7 separate regions of the Mus musculus genome follow, and regions 1, 2, 4, 5, 6 and 7 are each linked to region 3. A link is a contact called in public promoter capture Hi-C data. All regions are on one chromosome and are shown on one strand. Each heading gives the region's core, a stretch centred on a gene start, on an enhancer-like site or on the middle of the called end of the contact. The rest is flanking DNA. Distances are from core to core; before and after follow the strand shown.

Evidence for each region. Promoter capture Hi-C pulls out the DNA fragments that hold promoters and counts their contacts.
Region 1: a contact with region 3 is called in a promoter capture Hi-C map of hippocampal neurons, with 8 times the contacts expected there. The contact joins the promoter of Tubg2 here to the promoter of Rapgefl1 in region 3. A contact is called at or near these places in 2 of 39 promoter capture datasets (hippocampal neurons and liver).
Region 2: a promoter capture Hi-C map of hippocampal neurons shows a contact between it and region 3, with 5 times the contacts expected there. The contact joins the promoter of Ezh1 here to the promoter of Rapgefl1 in region 3. A contact is called at or near these places in 3 of 39 promoter capture datasets (embryonic stem cells, hippocampal neurons and liver).
Region 4: a promoter capture Hi-C map of stem cell-derived epiblast-like cells shows a contact between it and region 3, with 3 times the contacts expected there. The contact joins the promoter of Rpl27 here to the promoter of Rapgefl1 in region 3.
Region 5: a contact with region 3 is called in a promoter capture Hi-C map of hippocampal neurons, with 7 times the contacts expected there. The contact joins the promoter of Cntd1 here to the promoter of Rapgefl1 in region 3. A contact is called at or near these places in 2 of 39 promoter capture datasets (hippocampal neurons and liver).
Region 6: a contact with region 3 is called in a promoter capture Hi-C map of hippocampal neurons, with 8 times the contacts expected there. The contact joins the promoter of Vps25 here to the promoter of Rapgefl1 in region 3. A contact is called at or near these places in 2 of 39 promoter capture datasets (hippocampal neurons and pre-B cells).
Region 7: a contact with region 3 is called in a promoter capture Hi-C map of hippocampal neurons, with 2.4 times the contacts expected there. The contact joins the promoter of Arl4d here to the promoter of Rapgefl1 in region 3. A contact is called at or near these places in 2 of 39 promoter capture datasets (hippocampal neurons and pre-B cells).

What each region holds. Positions count from the first base shown.
Region 1 is chr11:101,154,465-101,157,164 of GRCm38.p6, forward strand. It overlaps Tubg2 (tubulin, gamma 2), which reads left to right and starts at 1,420. Exons shown (of 11, transcript NM_134028.2): 1 at 1,420-1,704; 2 at 1,984-2,096; 3 at 2,289-2,456. The coding sequence starts at 1,656.
Region 2 is chr11:101,225,203-101,227,902 of GRCm38.p6, forward strand. Ezh1 (enhancer of zeste 1 polycomb repressive complex 2 subunit) reads right to left here and starts at 1,261. Exons shown (of 21, transcript NM_007970.3): 1 at 1,194-1,261.
Region 3 is chr11:98,835,339-98,838,038 of GRCm38.p6, forward strand. Rapgefl1 (Rap guanine nucleotide exchange factor (GEF)-like 1) reads left to right here and starts at 1,447. Exons shown (of 15, transcript NM_001080925.1): 1 at 1,447-2,335. The coding sequence starts at 1,816.
Region 4 is chr11:101,440,945-101,443,644 of GRCm38.p6, forward strand. Rpl27 (ribosomal protein L27) reads left to right here and starts at 1,301. Exons shown (of 5, transcript NM_011289.3): 1 at 1,301-1,512; 2 at 1,779-1,861; 3 at 2,557-2,700. The coding sequence starts at 1,781.
Region 5 is chr11:101,277,769-101,280,468 of GRCm38.p6, forward strand. Cntd1 (cyclin N-terminal domain containing 1) reads left to right here and starts at 1,435. Exons shown (of 7, transcript NM_026562.2): 1 at 1,435-1,712. The coding sequence starts at 1,538. Coa3 (cytochrome C oxidase assembly factor 3) reads right to left here and starts at 1,180. Exons shown (of 2, transcript NM_026618.2): 1 at 946-1,180; 2 at 202-684. The coding sequence starts at 1,159. The coding sequence ends at 572.
Region 6 is chr11:101,252,355-101,255,054 of GRCm38.p6, forward strand. Vps25 (vacuolar protein sorting 25) reads left to right here and starts at 1,353. Exons shown (of 6, transcript NM_026776.5): 1 at 1,353-1,453; 2 at 1,677-1,822; 3 at 2,589-2,642. The coding sequence starts at 1,401.
Region 7 is chr11:101,664,209-101,666,908 of GRCm38.p6, forward strand. Arl4d (ADP-ribosylation factor-like 4D) reads left to right here and starts at 1,333. Exons shown (of 2, transcript NM_025404.3): 1 at 1,333-1,429; 2 at 2,340-2,700. The coding sequence starts at 2,442.

The DNA of each region.
Region 1 (2,700 bases), core at 170-2,669, 2.3 Mb after region 3:
GTATTTTCATTTTTAAAAAAAGATTTATTTATTCATTATATGTCTTAAGTACACTGTAGCTGTCTTCAGACACACCAGAAGAGGGTGTCAGATCTTGTTATGGATGGTTGTGAGCCACCATGTGGTTGCTGGGATTTGAACTCAGGACCTTCAGAAGAGCAGTCAGTGCTCTTAACCACTGAGCCATCTCTCCAGCCCCTATATTTTCATTTTTATTGGTTATTTTATTGACATTTCAAATGTTATCCCCCCTCCCAGTTTCCCCTCCACAAACTCCCTATCCCCTTTCCTCTTCCCCCTGCCTCTATGAGGGTGCTCCCCCACCCACCTACCCACTCCTGCCTCAGCACTCTGTCATTCCCCTACCCTGGACCATTGAGCCTCCACAGGACCAAGGGGCTCCCCTCCCATTGATGTATAACAAGGCCATCCTCTGCTACATATCCAGCTATGCCATGGGTCCCCCAATGTGTTCTCTTTGGTTAGTGATTTAGTCCTTGGGAGCTTTGGGGGAGGGGGTTCTGTTTGGTTGATACTGTTGTTCTTCCTATGGGGCTGCAAATCCCTTCAGCCTCCTTCAGTCCTTGCCCTGATTTCTCCACTGGGGTCCCCGAACTTAAACCAGTGTCTGGACGTACTTTCTAATTACATTTATTTATTTATTCCTTGCAGGTTTGCATACTCCAAGAGTACGCATATAGAGAGGTCAAAGGATAATCCAGGAGTTCGTTCTTGATTCCTTATTTCCACCATGAGGACCCTGCAATCAAACTCCGATGTGGTCAGGCTTGGCAGTAAGGGCCTTTATGACACCTGCCAGCCTGAGATGACTTATTTTATTACCCAGGGTCTCACTATGTAGCTCCAGCTGGCCTGATATTCACTAAACAGGATGACCTAGAACTCACAGAGATCTGCCTCCCACTGTCTCCCAAGTGCTGGGGATTAAAGGCACGAGCCACCACACCTGGTCCCAGCTGACAAACTTTGTATTTTTCATAGTGTAAGAATATGAAAATAGCTGAACGCTTTTAATCCCAGCACTCGGGAGGCTGAGGTAGGCAGATCTATGAGTTTGAGGCAGTCTGGTCTATAGAGTGAGTTCCAGGACAGACAAGGCTACACAGAGAAACCTGTCTTGAAAAACCAAAAAGAAAAAAAAAAAAAGAATATATGTAAACACACATACATGTACACCCACATATAGTAGCACTTCCCTTGCATGCTCACTTGAAAAGAGTTGGCTTAAATGTAGCCCCTCAATTTAGCATATCCGGCAGGTGTAGGCAGGTGACTCCCACACTTGGTGCATCCACCTGGCCACTTCTCCCTTCCCTCCCCCACACCCCTGGGGATCCTCGGCTGGCCAAATGTTACCGTGCGCAAGCGCACATAGTGACAGGAAGCGTGGCCTCGCTCTGCGCCTGTGCTGAATTCCAGCTGCAATTGCTAAGAGAGAAAATGATGCCCAGGATGGGCTCTGCCGCCCGCCGGCTGCGGAGAGGCCCACACTGCACACGCGCAGACCCAGCGCCCGCGTCAAAACATCAGTCGACAGCGCGTTCCCCATGTCCTGCGCCTCCGGCTGGCAGGAGTTCCTCTCAGTCGTGACCCCCGCCGCCAGGCCGGGGCGGACGAGCTAGGTCTGATCGGCGATGCCCCGGGAGATCATCACCCTGCAGCTGGGCCAGTGCGGCAACCAGAGTGAGCAAGCGACCACGGTGCCCCGCTTCTATCCCTCTGGTTCAATCCCTCAGGCTGCACTCAAGTGCCTGGTACCCATCAATCCCCTTTGTCCTTCCCATGATCCACCTTTTCTATTGCGCATGATGATCCAGGCAAGAGCTGCCTCCTTAGCCCTGGGCTGTGACAACTTCCAGACCCAGGTGTCTTGGGTCACCTTCTGGAATGTAATAGCCTCTGAGCCTGGGCTCCTCAGGCCTTAAAGCTGTAGCAGACTTGGGCCTCTTCCTCCTCCCCCAGTTGGGTTCGAGTTCTGGAAACAGCTGTGTGCTGAACATGGAATCAGCCCCGAGGGCATCGTAGAGGAGTTCGCCACCGAGGGCACTGACCGAAAGGATGTCTTTTTCTACCAGGTGCCCCCCGCCCCTCCCCCCCAGTGACTTGACCAGGACCATGGGGACCTGAAGGGACTGGCAGCGCGATCTGGTGCTGGGAAACTCTCTGAGTGGATGGATGGGAACAGAGTGGCTATCTTAAGGGAGGGCCTGCAGGAGCCAGAGTTGGGAGGCTTCAGGACTTGACCCATCCTGGCTTACCTCTGACAGGCAGATGATGAGCACTACATCCCCCGGGCTGTGCTGCTGGACCTGGAGCCCCGGGTGATCCATTCCATCCTCAACTCCTCCTATGCTAAGCTCTACAACCCGGAGAACATCTACCTGTCGGAGCATGGCGGAGGAGCTGGCAACAACTGGGGCAGAGGATTCTCCCAGGTGTCACTCCTAGAGTTCCTTGGTAATCCTAGCCTAGGATAAGGAAAGGCTCAAGCCAGTCTGGGGATCCGTCCAGGTTAGACTTGCAAGAAATAAAGAGACGGGGGCTGGTGAGATGGCTCAGTGGGTAGGAGCACCCGACTGCTCTTCTGAAGGTCCAGAGTTCAAATCCCAGCAACCACATGGTGGCTCACAACCATCCCTAACAAGATCTGACTCCCTCTTCTGGTGTGTCTGAAGACAG
Region 2 (2,700 bases), core at 11-2,510, 2.4 Mb after region 3:
CAAGGCATAGGTTCCATACTTTGGCTAATCAGTTTACCCACACCTCCAACACTAACCTCCATCTAATCTATTTCCATTCTCTTCCTTGTGCCCCACCACCTACATCATCTCAGTGGTCACTTTGACCAAAGTAAGCTCGTCCCACATGGTGAAAAGCCTGCTCAGCGGTTAAGAACACTTGTTGCTCTTGCAAACAACAAGGACTGGCTCAGTTCCCTGCTCCCACATGGTGGTATGTAAGCATCCTTAACTCTAGTACCAAGGGATTCGATGTCCCTGGAACCATCCATACATAGAGTGCACACACATTAAAAACAAACAAACAAACAACAACAACAACAACAAAAACCCAAACAACTAAATCTTAACAATTCTCGCCAGGCGTGGTGGTGCACTCCTTTAATCCCAGCACTGGGAGTCAGAGGCAGGCGGATTTCTGAGTTCGAGGCCAGCCTGGTCTACAGAGTGAGTTCCAGGACAGTCAGGCTACACAGAGAAACCCTGTCTCGAAACACGCCCCCAAAAAAAATTCTCTTAAAGCTTTGTCTCACATCTACTTCCTGACAAGTTATGTCCCAAATATAGCACCTTCCCTTTTACTTCGGGATGCGTTCATTTACATATCGTTTCTGGGAATTCTGGGGACGGGAGAGACAGTCACAGTTTGAAGACAAATCCTCACTCAAACCCGGAACTAAAGTGAGGCGAGTTAGACCAGCGACAAGGTCCGGGAGCAAAATGTTGAGGAGGTGCCGCGCGACCCCGGGAATCTCGACCCTGACACTTGGGCGTCTTAAGAACCTCTCACACTTGGCGGGCATCTCGGCCTGGCCACCCCTTCCTCAACATCACTCAAAGCCTCTGCGAGCCCGAGCCACCCGGGCCTCTGGCCCTCCCGCTTACAAGAGTCAGGGTCCCCTGGCAGACGCCAAGGCCCACCCACGTTGGCACGGGCCACCAGCCGGGTCCGCCCCCGCCGCGCCCCCTCCGCCACGCGGCCCCCCGCAGCTCGCACGCGCTGTCGCCCCGGGTCCCACCACACTCGGGACGACAGGCTTCGCGCTACCCCGGGTCAGGCAATGGTGTGGCCCTCAGTTTCCTCATTTCTTCGCCTCCCCAGCCCTGAGGTTCAAGCGTCACGCCAAGCCCAGGCCCGGCCCCACCGCCCAGCCCCGTCTTGTTTACTCACTCACCCTCCATCCTGAGACGCAGCCACCCGCCACTAGGACGCCTGCGCGCTACGGCCACGCCCCTGCGCCGCGGCCACGCCCCGCGCCTCCCCTCCGTGCGCGTGCGCACTCTGAGGGTGGATCACCTGGGCTGCGGTCTTCGCAGGTGTGTGTTTTCGCTAAGGTGATGTAGCTCTAGTCCGACACTTTCCTAGGTGGCGCTGTCAGAGAAAAGTCATCCTGGAGCCACAGATCTCTTCTTGAAGACTTTATTCAGCAGCGCACCATTGCCAACCGTGTTTAGACAACTTACAAGTCAAATTTTGGAAGACAGCCTGCCTCTGCCTCCCAAGTGCTGGGATCAAAGGTGTGCGCCACCACGCCCGGCTTGAGAATATTGTTTTAATATTTATTTATTTATTTATTATATGTAAGTACACTGTAGCTGTCTTCAGACACCCCAGAAGAGGGCATCAGATATCATTACGGATGGTTGTGAGCCATCATGTGGTTGCTGGGATTTGAACTCACGACCTTCAGAAAAGCAGTCGGCGCTCTTAACCGCTGAGCCATCTCTCCAGCCCTCGAGAATATTTTTTAAACCTCTCCACAAGATACTTAATATTACAAAAAGGGAATAGTAACTATAGAGGCAAGAAATATCCATCATCAGAAACGAACAGGTTCTTTTTTTCAAAATATTTTATTATTTATTTATTTGCGTATGTGTGTTTTAATACATGCTATGGTGGTTTTTGGTTTTGGTTTTTTGTTTTTTTGGGGGGGGTGGTTTTTCGTTTTCGTTTTGTTTTTGTTTTTTTCGAGACAGGGTTTCTCTGTGTAGCACTGGCTGTCCTGGAACTCATTTTGTAGACCAGGCTGGCCTCAAACTCGGAAATCTGCCTGCCTCTGCCTCCCAAGTGCTGGGATTAAAGGCATGCACCACCACTCCCCGGACTTTTAGTTATTTTTTAACGATGCATTTGTTTGTTTTAGTGTGTGTGTGTGTGTGTGTGTGTGTGTGTGTGTGTGTGCCTGGGTGTATGTATCTGTACCATGTGTTTGTGGGCATACTTGGAGGCCAAAAGAGGCCATCAGATCCCCTGGGACTGGAGTTGCTAACCGTAGTGAGGTACCATGTAGGTGCTGAAGATCAAATCTTGGTCCTTTTTAAAGTCGCCTTTGTTCTTATCCACTGTACCATCTCTCCAGCCTCCACTATTCTTTTCCTTTTATCAAAAACTTTGGAGGTAGGTATAGTGGTGGCACACATCTTTAATCCCAGCACTTTGGAGGCAGAGGCAGAGGCAGGTGTCTGCAGAAAAGGGACTGAGGTGCATATTTTACATATCAAAGTGGACCTGGCCTCCAAGTTCTCCCAGCAACCCTTCAGTTCCTACCTGGCATACCCTGCCCCCAACCCTGAACTTTCCAGCCCAGGGGCTGGGCTGCTGTTTCTCCAGAGAGGTTCTTCCCTGTATAATCCAGACATTTCTCATGCTGGCGCTATCCGGCTCTGCTCGCGCGCTCA
Region 3 (2,700 bases), core at 197-2,696:
GCCACTTTCTGTAACTGGAAGGGTCTAGAGTCCGATTCCCCAAGCATTTAGTTTCTAGAAGTCTCTCGGTCCCTTTTTATTTCCAGCTCCCACACCCTTCACACTCCCCAATTTTTCACCCTTCCTAACCGACAATCCCAAATCCTGCCCAGAGAAGAGGTTACCAAGGCAACCGGCTTAATCTGGTAACTGTGGCATGTGCAGAAGAGAAGCCCTCCCCTCTTCTTGGTTCCTAAAAGGTTACCTGGGGAGCTCTAAGCCACTCTGGCCAGTTCCTACTTCCAACCTTAAGAGAGGCCGAGTGTCCAATTAAGGCTGTCCAGGAAACCAATGCTCAGATCCAGCTTCATAGCAAAATCGGAGCTTTTTTTTTTCTTTTTCTTTTTCTTTTTCTTTTTTTTTTTTTTTTTGTTCCCTCTCCAAATCCCCAGATGGGTGTGCAGAGCTTTATTTCTGTGAACACATGCTCTAGCACACATGGAACTGAGTTTGCACCGACAGCAACACAAGTGTAGTACACACCCTGTCAGTTTCACCACTCCCAGCTCTTAGCATTCCTGTCCATCCATGCCTTGCTGAGGCACAGTAAACAGGGGTGGGACTTTGCCCAAGGAACACCAGCCCACCAGGAACCCGGTGCCACTCCTTCACCATGTATACCAAGCCTGGATGTGTTCACACTGTCTCTACAGCCCCATCCTAGTGGAGTGTACCCTGGGAGACAGAATGCTCTGGCGTAGCCACCAGGAGTAAGGGCAATATTTCTCCCATTCTATGGCTATATACACTAATGTGCTAGGTGATGGATGATAGTTGGCAGTTTGGGGACTTACACATCTCTTCAGTCTTGCTTCCCTTCGCTACCACCTGGGCTAAGATGCCCTTGTGCTTTTGGTCGTCTCTTTCAGTCTACTATCTCTTTTCACCCCAATTAGACCTGCCACAACCTGCTGGCCTCTGCCTGGCTCTTTCCTACTTGCCAGTACTTGCCTTACAGGGCGGCCCTGCACCACCCCCTAAACCCTATCAGAAAGGAATATGGGTACCGCCCCCAGTGCCAATACCAGTTTACCCAAGACGCCGTCCCAGCCCTTCTCAACAGGTGGAAGATAATGACCAAATAAAATTGTGGGAAAGATGCAAAGAGTTCAGCAGTCTTTATAAGCCTCACCTGTGCACAGGTAGGCGTGCCAAGGTCAAACATATGCCCTGGTTATTTGAAATGCTCAAAAGAGACCCGGTAATCAAGAGCCAGGAGTCCTCTGCTTTGGTAGATCTCTCCCTCGCCTTTGCCCTTCTGCGACTGTCAGAAACCCAAGTCCTAATTTTCCTCGCGGTCAGCGCCAGAGCCCAAGTTCAAGCCTCGCGCGGCCGGGCGGGGGCGGGCCTAAGCAGGGTAGGGGCGGGGACTGGAGGAGGGGGCGCGGTCTCAATTCTGCCACCTTCCCCGGGGCCAGGAGCGCAGCCGCCGCCGCGTCCTCAGCCTTGCGCTCCGCCCGCTGCCTCTGTCGCCTCAGCCCGGCCCCGGAGCGCTGAGACGGGGACACCAGCCCCTCAGCCTGCCAACCCTTCGGCCGCAGCCGGCATGGGGGGCCGCTGAGAGCGAGCTCCTCTTCCCTCTGGCACCTCCCCCGGCCACTGGCCACTGGACTCTGGCCAGCGAGGCTCGGCCACCTCTCGCTCGCAGTCCGACGCCTGGCACGGCCCTCGGCTCTGCTCCCCCGGCTCTGAGCATCGTGTCCCCGCCTCCCCCCGCCCGCGCCTGGGACACCTGGGTCCCCCGGCGGCCCCTAAGAGAGGGGCGGGGGGGGGGGCATGAAGCCACTGGAGAAATTTTTGAAGAAGCAGACGTCTCAGCTGGCGGGGCGAGCGGTGACTGGAGGTCCCGGCGGGGGTCCGGGTTGCTGCGGAGGGCCTGGAGGGGGTGGGGGCCCTGGTGGGGGCGGCGGTCCGGCCGGGGGACTGCGGCCACTGCAGCGGCGTCAGAGCGTGTCTCGCCTGCTGCTCCCAGCTTTCCTCCGAGAGCCCCCAACCGAGCCCGGGCTGGAGCCGCCCGTTGAGGAGGAAGGGGGAGAGCCATTAGGGGTCTCTGAGGAGCCGGGCAGTGGGGGGCCCTGTTGGCTGCAGCTAGAGGAGGTTCCCGGGCCTGGGCCGATAGGATCTGGGGTGCCCCTGCGCTCTCCTTCCTCGTACTCCTCAGATGAGCTATCCCCCGGCGAACCCCTGGCTTCACCACCCTGGGCCCCCCTGGGCGCCCCCGAGCGGCCAGAGCATCTTCTGAACCGGGTTCTGGAGCGCCTGGCTGGAGGGACCACCAGGGACAGCAGCGCCTCAGGTAAGCCTGCTCATCCATCCCAGAGCAAGAGAGCACGGGGTTGGGGGTGGGAGGTGAGGGATTGGCCCGGGGGATGCTCCCTGATTGTTTTTTCTTGTCCTCAGTGTTGGTGTAGAGGATGAGGGGAAGCCCGAAGTAATGTAGGGGAAGGGGCATGGTAATGCGCACCCACCTTCCTCCCCACATTAGCTTCATTCTAGGGGAAGAAGGGAAACCATCTCTCTCCTTCAACTACCCTCCCTCTCTCTCGGCTATTTAAGCCAGTCTCCCACGAGCCCTTGATACTGCCTACCTCCTCCCACGCCCCTAAATTAGGGCCTGACACCCTAAGGTGGACGCTTTCCCGCTGAGGTTGTACGCTGCCC
Region 4 (2,700 bases), core at 51-2,550, 2.6 Mb after region 3:
AGCAACCACATGGTGGCTCACAACCATCTGTAACAAGATCTGACTCCCTCTTCTGGTGTGTCTGAAGACAGCTACAGTGTACTTACATAAAATAATAAATAAATCTTTAAAAAAAAAAAAAATGAACTGAAAAATATTGAAGTAATAATAAATAGGGGCTGGAGAGATGATGGTACTTAGAGCAGTTTCTGCTCTTGCAGAAGATCTGCAGAGAACCCAGGCTCAATTCCCAGCACCCACACAGTGACTCACAATCATCTGTAAAACCAGTTCCAGGGCATCCAACATTTTCCTCTGACCTCCTTGGAGAATAGACACTCATCTTGGTGCATATACATACATGCAGGCAAAAAAGCAAAATACTCATACAAAAAAATAAAAATAAATCTATCGAGGCCAGCCTGGTCTACAGAGTGAGTTCCAGGACAGCCAGGGCTACACAAAGAAACCCTGTCTCAAAAAAAAAACCAAACCAAACAAAACAAAACAAAATCTAAATCTCAACATATATGTGTGTATATATATATATATATATATATATATATATATATATACAAATATATAATATATATTTTAATTTAAAAATATATTTTAAAAGCTAGGAGTACCACATGCTTATTGTAGTCAATATCTGACATCATCGGGTTGAATGTTGGAGATAAGGATACTGTCTGATCTTTTCCATTTTTCATTTTTCATCTAACTGTGCGCGAGGAGGTCATTTTGTTTCTTTTTTTTTTTTTTTTTTTTTTTTTGGTTTTTCGAGACAGGGTTTCTCTTTATAGCCCTGGCTGTCCTGGAACTCACTTTGTAGACCTGGCTGGCCTCGAACTCAGAAATCCGCCTGCCTCTGCCTCCCAAGTGCTGGGATTAAAGGCGTGCGCCACCACGCCCGGCTGTCATTTTGTTTCTTATGGATAATAATTTTAAATTATTTAAATTAAAATAAATTGTAATTTATTTACCTATGGAAGACAGAGTCTATGTAACCTACGTTGGACTAGAACTGGAACTCTTGTCTCAGCCCCTCAAACGATGGGATTACAGGTTTATGCAGCACACACACACACAAACACACCCCCGCCCACCACTGACACACACACACACACCCACACCCCCCCACACACACACCCCCGCAAAGCCCGGTCTTACAAAGCAAAACTGTGAATTTCAGACTCTGTCCTCCTCCTAGTGGCAGAGTAGGGGACTACAGCAATGAAGGGGACAGAACAGAGCTCACATTCAGGTGTCATCCTCGCTCCTCCCTCCACACGCCGGAACCGGAACGCTCTGTTCCTGTCTGCTGCTCGTGCTGCTAATAAAGCTTGGTTCAAAAACGCAGTGCCCGACCCTCCCTGACGAGCTCCTTCCGCCAACAACTTTGACCACCAACCGTGGGGCATGGCTGGGCCTGGGAGGCGGGACAGGAAGTGAAGCCACCTCTCCGTAAGGTGAAAGGTTAGCGGAAGTGCCCTCCTTTCCTTTCTGCTGGGTGCCGGCTGCCTGCTGTCGGTGAGTAAAGGCCTGGAGAGGGTCTTGCAATCCGCCGCCATCGCGGTCCCGGGGTCGGGTTGCTGGGCTCATTCGGACTCTGAGCCTCTGGCGGCTTCACGGGGAGTCGCATCCCTCGAGCAGGACCTCCGGGCCGCGTGGCGGAGTCGGCAGCGGGTGATCTAAAGTCGCGGGCCTACGACCGGGGCTCGCAGGTAGACGTCGGCTCCGGGGCCTTCCGCTTTACACACTTGTGAGCGGCTCCTTCCTTGTCTTTGTCTCTGCAGAGATGGGCAAGTTCATGAAACCCGGGAAAGTGGTGCTGGTCCTGGCCGGACGCTACTCCGGACGCAAAGCCGTCATCGTGAAGGTACCAGACCCCCGGGGCTCTTGAGACTGCTTGCATGTGCGGATTTCGGCTGCTGGATAAGATGAGCCGGATGGGAATTTAAGATCTGTCCTAACAATAGGCACTGGCGAATGCATAATGGGTAGTAATGGTGGCCACTGTGTATTGTACATATTACAGCTGTGGTGTATAGTTCTTGCAGTAACTTAATTTCCGGCACTAAGGTTTCGAGGTGTTAAGTTACTTAAGGTCAAAGTAATGGGTGCTGCAGGCAGCTGAGAGGATGTAGGATGGGAGACACTACTTACACTTAGAGAGCATCCCCTGGGTGTGTTTGAGCGTTTTGCTACTTGCCTCTTACCAGTTTTATAAACCCTTGTGGTCCTAGCCACAAGACCACTGGCCTCTCCAGCTTCCTGCTCCTGTCATTTAGCTAGAACCGGTTAGTTAGGCTGCCCGCTTTGCAGTCTGGGCTTTAACCTTAACTAGCTTCATGGGGGAAGGTGTTAGGGGTCACTTTGAGTGTTAGCCTTGATGGACTTCTAAATCTCCTTGTGACAGGAGTCAACACTGGCTAACTCAGAGTTACTGTCCTGTTGACTCTTAGCATTAAAGGAGTAATCTAGAGATGTGGAGGGTGTATTCAGTAAACATAGTTTTACTAAGATGGGGCCGAAGCAGTAACGTGACTTTTCTTTTTCCCTTTTCTCGTCTAGAACATTGACGATGGCACCTCGGACCGCCCTTACAGCCATGCCCTGGTGGCTGGAATTGACCGCTATCCCCGGAAAGTGACAGCTGCCATGGGCAAGAAGAAGATCGCCAAGCGATCCAAGATCAAGTCCTTTGTGAAAGTTTAT
Region 5 (2,700 bases), core at 185-2,684, 2.4 Mb after region 3:
TTCTACCCCCTAAGACCTGGGTCAGTCTCAAACAGTCCAGTAATCTCTCCCTTAAATCAGGTGGAAAGATCTCACGGAAAAAGTAATTCTAGTTAAACATTTACAGCTCCCTGGGGCAATGCCACCGCTGCAGCTAGTGCCAGGGAGCTTTCCAGCGTGAAGTGCCATATGTCTCTCTGCCCCCACACACTAGCTTGGCTTCGGGAGACATGACTCATTTTATTACTTTAACTTGACCCTATCTTTCCCACTTTAAGGTTCCAACGCTGCAGTTAAGCCACACCCTCCCCCTTAAGAGTCGGGGCCCCTGGGAGGTGAAGGGGTAAACCACAAAGTTTGGGTAAAGGCAAGGTTGCATACCTCTCAAACAAGGAAATAAAAAGGGCTGAGTAACTGGACAAACTGCACGTGAAGTGAGCAATCCCCCCCTTGGCAGCGGCCAAATGCATAGTCTCTGGCTTCTTGGGCTCAATCACACAGTCCGACGTTAGTGTGCCAGTGATGCTGTAAGACCACCAGGCATCATTCAACATATACAGGGGATCCAGCAGTTTGAAGATGGTCCATACAGTTAGGGTCCCGAAGCTCGCTCTCTCTCAAGAGCACGGGCTCGGGCAGCTTTGGCTTCATCTTCCAGCTCATCAAGGAAACGCTCTTGGGCCACCGAGTAGAAGGTGTAACCATCTGACGGAGTGGGTTCAGGAAACCACAAAGCACATGGGCATTCCTTTCGTCTAGCCACCCTTGCTGTTTTCCCAAATTAATGATTTTGGATTGCCACCCTTTTGCTCCTTTTGAACCCTTAACCAATTGTTATTACTAAGCCAATACGCGCTGCGTATATATAGTAAGATTAGGCATGAACCTCATTTGCCCGCACATTAAAAGCTACACGTCTTGTTCCCTTTTCCCTAACCCCATATGCGGTATAGCCAGGACGGATACAAATAGCTAACACCAGGGCCCCGATGCCCAGGCCGGTCATGATGTTCCGGGTCCGCCGCTGTGGCAGTGTTTTCTGCCACTGGGCAAGTTGCACCTGCCGCATAAACTGCAACTGCGCTGGGGTCAATTTCTCCCGCGACGGGTCGATGCGCTGAGCGAATGGAGCATTTCCATTCTTAGCATTCAGAGGGTCACCAGCTCCAGGGGCCGCCATGTTGCTGCTCCGCCCTAAGCCGTCAAGCCCGGAACTCGCCAGGAATTGTAGTCTTTGACTTCAGCAAGGAACTCTGGGAGCTGTAGTCCACGTGGAGTTTTCTGGGTAGAGGCAGGGTCTCTCCGCCCTAGAGGAGGGACAGGAAAGGTGAAAAGCGCCCTGCTTTCTGATTGGCTGAGCTCTCTGTGTCAGTTGGGGCGCGAAAAGCTGTTGACCGTTCGAAGCCGTGGTGGACATTATGTTTTTTCTCAGATTCGAAGCGAGGGCAAACATATAGAAAGGGAAGGAAGAATCCAAGGTGTGGCAGAAGATTCTGGAAATAAGCTAAGGAGGCCAGTTTATGGATCCCGTAAACTGTCCAAGTACTCCGAAAGACTTATGAATATGGAAGGACCCTTGAGGCCCAGGCTGGTGAACTGTAGTGACTTTCAGTTCGGAGTGGTTACCACAGAGACTATCGAAAACGCCCTGCTTCACTTGGCCCAGCAGAACGAGCAAGCCGTGAAGGAGGCTGCGGGACGGACGGGCAGCTTCAGGGAGACCCGGATCGTGGGTGTGGATGCAGAGTGGGGAGTCAGGTTTACGGGAGGCAGGGGAGCGTTGATCTTTGTTTTTCACTCAAATATTTTGCTAGTACTCTTGTTGTGCGAGGTCGTGGGGCTTATAAGCGATGAACGAGGCTTACTAGCACTCTTTTTTTTATTTCTTAACCCCCACTTCCCTGCACCACTCCCCACGTGCCTTTTTTTATTTTTATTTTTAAAGACAAAGTCTCACTGTGGAGTCATGACCTGGAACACTCTCTGTAGCTTAGGCTGGCCTGGAATTGACAGATGTTCTGACTCCCAGATGCTGGGATTAAAAGCACACGGCATCATGGGGAGTCCCCCCCCTTTTAAAATTAATGTATGTCTGTATGAGGGTATCCAATCACCTGAAACTGAGGTTATAGACAGCTGTGAGCTGCCATATGGGTGCTGGGAATTGAACCCTGGTCCTCTAGAAGGGTAGCCAGTGCTTCTAACTGCTTGAGCCATCTCTCCACCACCAGCCCCCTTTACTCTTCTTTCCATAAACGTGTTTAGAGTGCTTATCATTTACATTGCCTGGTATAGAAAGAGGGAACTGCAATCTAGCCATTGCTCTCAAACTATGTAGTCTTTAGGTGGGAATTGTTAACATATGAGCAAGTGGATACAAATAACGGTTAGAGTGATTGACACAGAGAATACAAGCTACTATGAGAATTTAAAGGAGTGGTAAGATGAGGTCCAGGGATTGAATGATACCATGAATAAAACTTGGGAAAACAAGAGGGAGGCTGGGAGCGGAGGGTTTAGTTGTCCAGGTTGACCAGAGCATATGGAGAAGCAATAGAGAGTAAGGCCAGGAAAGTAGTTTGGAGACATTCCAAGCAGAGGTCTGAATGTCTGTCAGGGGAGAGAACTTTATACTTGTTTTAGCAGGAAAAAAGAAGAATTGAGAATTATAGGCAGTTGTGAGCCACCTGATGTGGGTGCTGGGAATTGAACCCAGGTTTT
Region 6 (2,700 bases), core at 103-2,602, 2.4 Mb after region 3:
TTCTTTTAAGATTTATTTGTTTATGTATGTATATGAGTACACTGTAGCTGTCTTCAGACACACCAGAAGAGGGCGTCAGATCTCATTACGAGTGATTGTGAGCCACCATGTGGCTGCTGGGATTTGAACTCAGGACCTTCAGAAGAGCAGTCAGTGCTCTTTACCTGCTGAGCCATCTCACCAGCCCTAACATTACTTTTAAATAGAAATAAAGTGAGCTACACAGAAAGGGAGGGAGGCATGATGATAGTGATATCCGGAAAGAAATTGAAAAATTGAGGCAACACGTTACTTGTAAAGGAAGAATGGCAGTTTTGAGTTCAAAAGGCAAAGGAAGAAAAAATGGGGAGGAGCTTTGGAGCTATGAATTAAACATTGTGACAGAGAGAGATTAAGGGATTCTCACAATAATTCTTCAGGGAACAGAAAGATAGACACAGGCGGACTATTTTGAATGAGGATAACAGGGAATCAATGAAAACAGCCCAGCTTCTTCTCGCTCTTTAAAGGTGAGCATCTCCTAGCAGCCCAAGGTCAGCCTTCTTTTCAATACACCTTTTGTTTAGTGCTCTTATCCCTTAAATGGGTTCATATTGCATGTCAGGTCAGAAGACTCCCAAACTTGTATTTCTAGATCCAACAAGGCTCCCCTGAGAGTCCAGTAGTGAGATTAGTCAGCGAGCCCGGGACTCAGTAAACATGTTCTGGTTGGTCTTCAGCAATTTTCCACAGCTCAGCAGTGGAAGTACTGTTGGGAGAATGGAAACAGTAATTCTGGTTTGGGAACTGACCCGTAGTTTAGGCAGGCAAAGGGACAGATCTGACTAGTGTAGGCTGGGTATGAGTCAGATGAAGCCAAAGGGATTCCAAGTCTGGGGTCTAGAAAGGAAGAGGTTAAGAGCTAAACGTTAGTTTTGATTCTTTGAAAAAAGCAATAAGTTTTGATTCTTTGAAAATCGCGTATAGCGATGCAAACCACACAATATGCTCCCATGATCCTACAGGAAATTTAAGAGTGAAGTCAACCTGGGTGGGAATGCAGGAAATTTCGGCATCATGAGTTTAAATTGGCAACCGACACGAAGGTGAAGCCTCCAGATGTGGATTCTAACTTGCGTTCGGCTGACCTCGCAATTTGCAGAGGGAAACTACGTGTCGTCGTCCCCCCCCCCCCCCCCCGCCCCCGTTTCCCTCTGTTTAAGCGACAAGACCCAGAACTCCTGCGCTTCATGTTGAAGTTTTTCTTTAGACAGCAGCAGATTGGTGACAAGAACCGTTCCCATCCCACTGCGGCGCCTCCCGAGAGGAGTCCGGAACCTTTCTGCTGTGCTGTCAGCCCGGACATGCTGAGGCGGAGACCGGAAGCCCCTTGTCGGTTCCGGGTTTTCTGGGCTACTACGATGGCGATGAGTTTCGAGTGGCCGTGGCAGTACCGCTTCCCGCCCTTCTTTACGTGAGGCTCAGACCCTGAGAAGCCCAGTGTAGCTCCCTCCCGTCCCCGGGGCCCAGGGCTCAGCCCTGATGATTCACTTGGGGTTCCGGGGGAGACGGGAGCTGCCGGCCGCCTTCCTGTCCAGCCAGCCCGTCACTGTCTCCCCCTAACGTGCTGCTAGGCTGGTGCTGCTGCCGCCCTCTTCCACGCTTTAATTCCTCGTCCTGCTCCCTTCGCCCGGCAGGTTACAGCCGAACGTGGACACCCGGCAGAAGCAGCTGGCCGCCTGGTGCTCTCTGGTTCTGTCCTTCTGCCGCCTGCACAAACAGTCCAGCATGACGGTGATGGAAGCCCAGGAGAGCCCGCTTTTCAACAACGTCAAGCTACAGCGTATCCTCCCTCAGGCTCTTCCATAGCCCACCCCCAGCCCCCACACACACGCACTCCCACACTTTTCTACATGCCCAGACTGCATCTCCCCACCTCCCTTTACCCACAGTAGGCAGGCTTCTATTCAACCTGGACTTGGGAAACAGCAAAACTAAATGGCAGATAATCATTTTATATGCACTTTTGCAGGCAGTGCAAGCTCCCTTTACCCTAGTTAATGAGTGCTGGGGTCTTTAAGTCCCAAGCTTTACACACTGGACCCTTTAAAACTATTTGAATCTCCTCTCTGTGAGCCTCAAATCCCAAACCATCTTTAATAATTTTTTTGACTTGCCCCACCTCTCCCAGGAAGTGAGGGTCATTTATTTTTGCTCTCTGATTCATAGGTAAAATTTGTGGAGAAAAAGGCACAGAGAATGAAGTAAAGGGTAACACCCTTTATTTTCTAAAACTCTTGCCTTTTATTTGAGACCTGATCTCTATAGCCCAGCCCAGCCTTGGACTGGTGATTCTCCTGTGTCCATCCCATAAGAGCTGGTATTACAGGCCTGTAACACACTTTGCTAGTTCTTCCTTCTAACTGGAAGTTTCTTTTTACCTCCTTTTCCAGAATATTGAGGAAATGCAAACATATCTTCTTCAAAAATTGCATGTATGTATGGCAGGGAAAGGAGGGGGCTAGATCATTCTTTATCGTGGGCCGAACTCCGAAAATGTTTTATTTAACCTAATTTACATGTAGGCCATTCCCTTAACCTTAAGCCAGGGAAACTTCCTGTGGAGTCAATTCAGATTGTATTAGAAGAACTGAGAAAGAAAGGTGGGTTCAGTTCTCAGATACCTGTTGGTTTGTTTGTCTGTTTAAAGATATATTTATT
Region 7 (2,700 bases), core at 83-2,582, 2.8 Mb after region 3:
TTCAGACAGATCTTGCTCAGCCACATATGACCTAAATGTGATCATAACTAAGTCTTTTATCCATCTGCAGCTTTCTGTACCTGTAAGAAACAGACAACAGTCCCTAACATGCTACTGTGAGGTAATGGGGTCCTCCATGCTCTATATGCAGGAAGCTGAGGCCCAAAGATTGTTAGGATGTCCAGGATAGCCTGAGCTACATAATGAGATTCCTATCTCAAAACACACACACAAAAAAACCAAATATAGCTGGATATGATGGCTCATGCCTTTAATCCTTTTTTTTCCTTTTTTTTTCCCGAGATGGTTTCTCTGTGTGGCCCTGGCTGTACTGGAACTCACTCTGTAGATCAGGATGGCCTCGAACACAGAAATCTGCCTGCCACTGCCTCCCAAGATTAAAGGCATGCACTACCACTGCCTGGTTTCATGCCTTTAATCTTAAAGGCAGAGGCAGGTGGATTATTTTGTGTATGAGGCCACCCTAGTCTACATAGTGAGTTCCAGGATAGCTAGGGTTATATAGAAAGACCCTGTCTCAAAAAATACTCCCCCCACCCCCTTATCCCTTGAAGCAATGGCTCAGTGGTTAAGAGCACTTATTACTCTTCCAGCGGACCCAGGTTCGGTTCCCAGCACCCATATGAGGCAGTCACCACTGTCTCTAATTCTGGTTCCAGGAGATCTGACATTTCCTACTGAACACATGGGCATATACTGACCCACTGGCTTAACTGACACTGAGCACTGCTGCCCTTGCAGAGGTCCTGAATCCATTTCCCAGCAACCACATGGTGGCTCACAACCATCTGTAAGGGGATCCGATGCCCTCTTCTGGTGTGTCAGCGTCCCCGTACTCCTATATACATTAAATGGGCTTAGTATTATGAATCAGCTGTATCAGAGCTCCAGGTAAATACTGCTTTGCAAACTAGATGAAGACAGTGACTTGAATGAGTACTACTGAATGAGGTAAGATACGAAAACATGTCAGAATCTCTTCGAGCAGATCTTTAGGTGGAAGGAAAGTATGGGGGGGGGGCAGCCGGATTGAGGGCAAGTGGATGGGGTAGTGTCATTATTAGACATTCCGTTCCATGCTCTCGTCAGGCGCAGCCACGCCTGTTCCTTTAGTCTGTCCCACCTCCCAGCCCTAATGAGTTCCAGGCTCTGTTCCAAATACTGAATAAGGTAGAAAAGATTAAAATAAAGCGGTTCCGGATAGAACGAGCTCTCCATTTCCAGGCTGGGGCTGCAGAGGCTGGCTCAGTCCCCGCCTCCGGGACGCTGATTGGGCCGCGTCGTGTGACGTCACGAGAGGGTTTTTAACGAGGAACCGGAGCAGCGGCACTGCAAAGTCCGCTGTGGCTGAGACGCGACGAGTCGGTGTCTGGTTGGCGTGGCTCGCGGAGAGTGCGGCTGGCTGAAGGTAAAGGAGGGTGTCTGGACCATGCAAAGGCGCCGGCTTGCGGGGCTTAGGGGAGCGGGCGTCGACCGCTGGCTGGAGAGTTGCAGGGCCGTGTGGTGGTGGTCAAAGCGCCCGCAGGGGCGTGCCACCGTTGTGGGTATGCGGTGCTTGTGGGAGCCCGACCCACATCGGTGCTCTTACTTTGGGCACACTGCCCGACCGCCTCCTTCATGCGAGATTTCTCCTCTGGGGAGTGGAGAGCACAGCTTCTGCTTTCTCTCAATCTCGGAGAGGGGTGCAGGGAAACGACCTTACTTCGGATCTTGCCTGCAAGATCCGCACCCTCGAAGATCCTAGTGCCCGAGAGTTTCTCTGACCTCAGGGCCTCTCCTAGGAGTCCCTGGGACAGGAGCACGCCTTGTTACACCTGTAGCTACTTTTTTTATTTTTTATTTTTAAGAAGAGGGGAAGGAGAAAGGCATTGGAGATGGTTTAAAAGCGCCTACCCTAAAACATGAGGACCCTAATTGGTTCCTGAGACCCACATACTCTTGTAAGTTGTCCTGACTTTAACACTCAAGCTGTGAGTGGCTTACACACACGCACAAAATATTTTTTCTTTACTTTGGAAAAAGAGGCACTTAAAAATCTTTTTTTTTTTCTTTTTTGTTTTTCTAGACAGGGTTTCTCTGTGTAGCCCTGGCTGTCCTGGAACTCACTCTGTAGACCAGGCTGGCCTCGAACTCAGAAATCCACCTGCCTCTGCCTCCCAAGTGCTGGGATTAAAGGTGTGCTCCACCACTGCTGGGGCAAACCTTGTTTTAATAAAAGGAATATTTAGAAGGGTAGGGTGCAGGTTTAGGGGAAGGACCCAAAAGTTGCAAATTCGTTTATTCTAAACCTTTCTCGTTTCTTTTTTGGCCTTGTTTAGACACCCCAGCTTGTGCTACCTGCCGTTTTAAGGTCTCCTCTTCTTGGCCTCTGCTGGAGTCCCAGACCTACTCCTGAGGTCCACCCTGCACCCTAGCTCACCATGGGGAACCACTTGACTGAAATGGCCCCTACAGCCTCGTCCTTTCTGCCGCACTTCCAGGCCCTGCATGTCGTCGTCATTGGGTTGGATTCCGCGGGGAAGACTTCCCTTCTTTACCGTCTCAAGTTCAAGGAGTTTGTCCAGAGCGTCCCCACCAAGGGCTTTAATACTGAGAAGATCCGCGTGCCCCTGGGGGGTTCCCGTGGGATCACTTTCCAAGTGTGGGATGTTGGGGGTCAGGAGAAGCTTCGGCCACTGT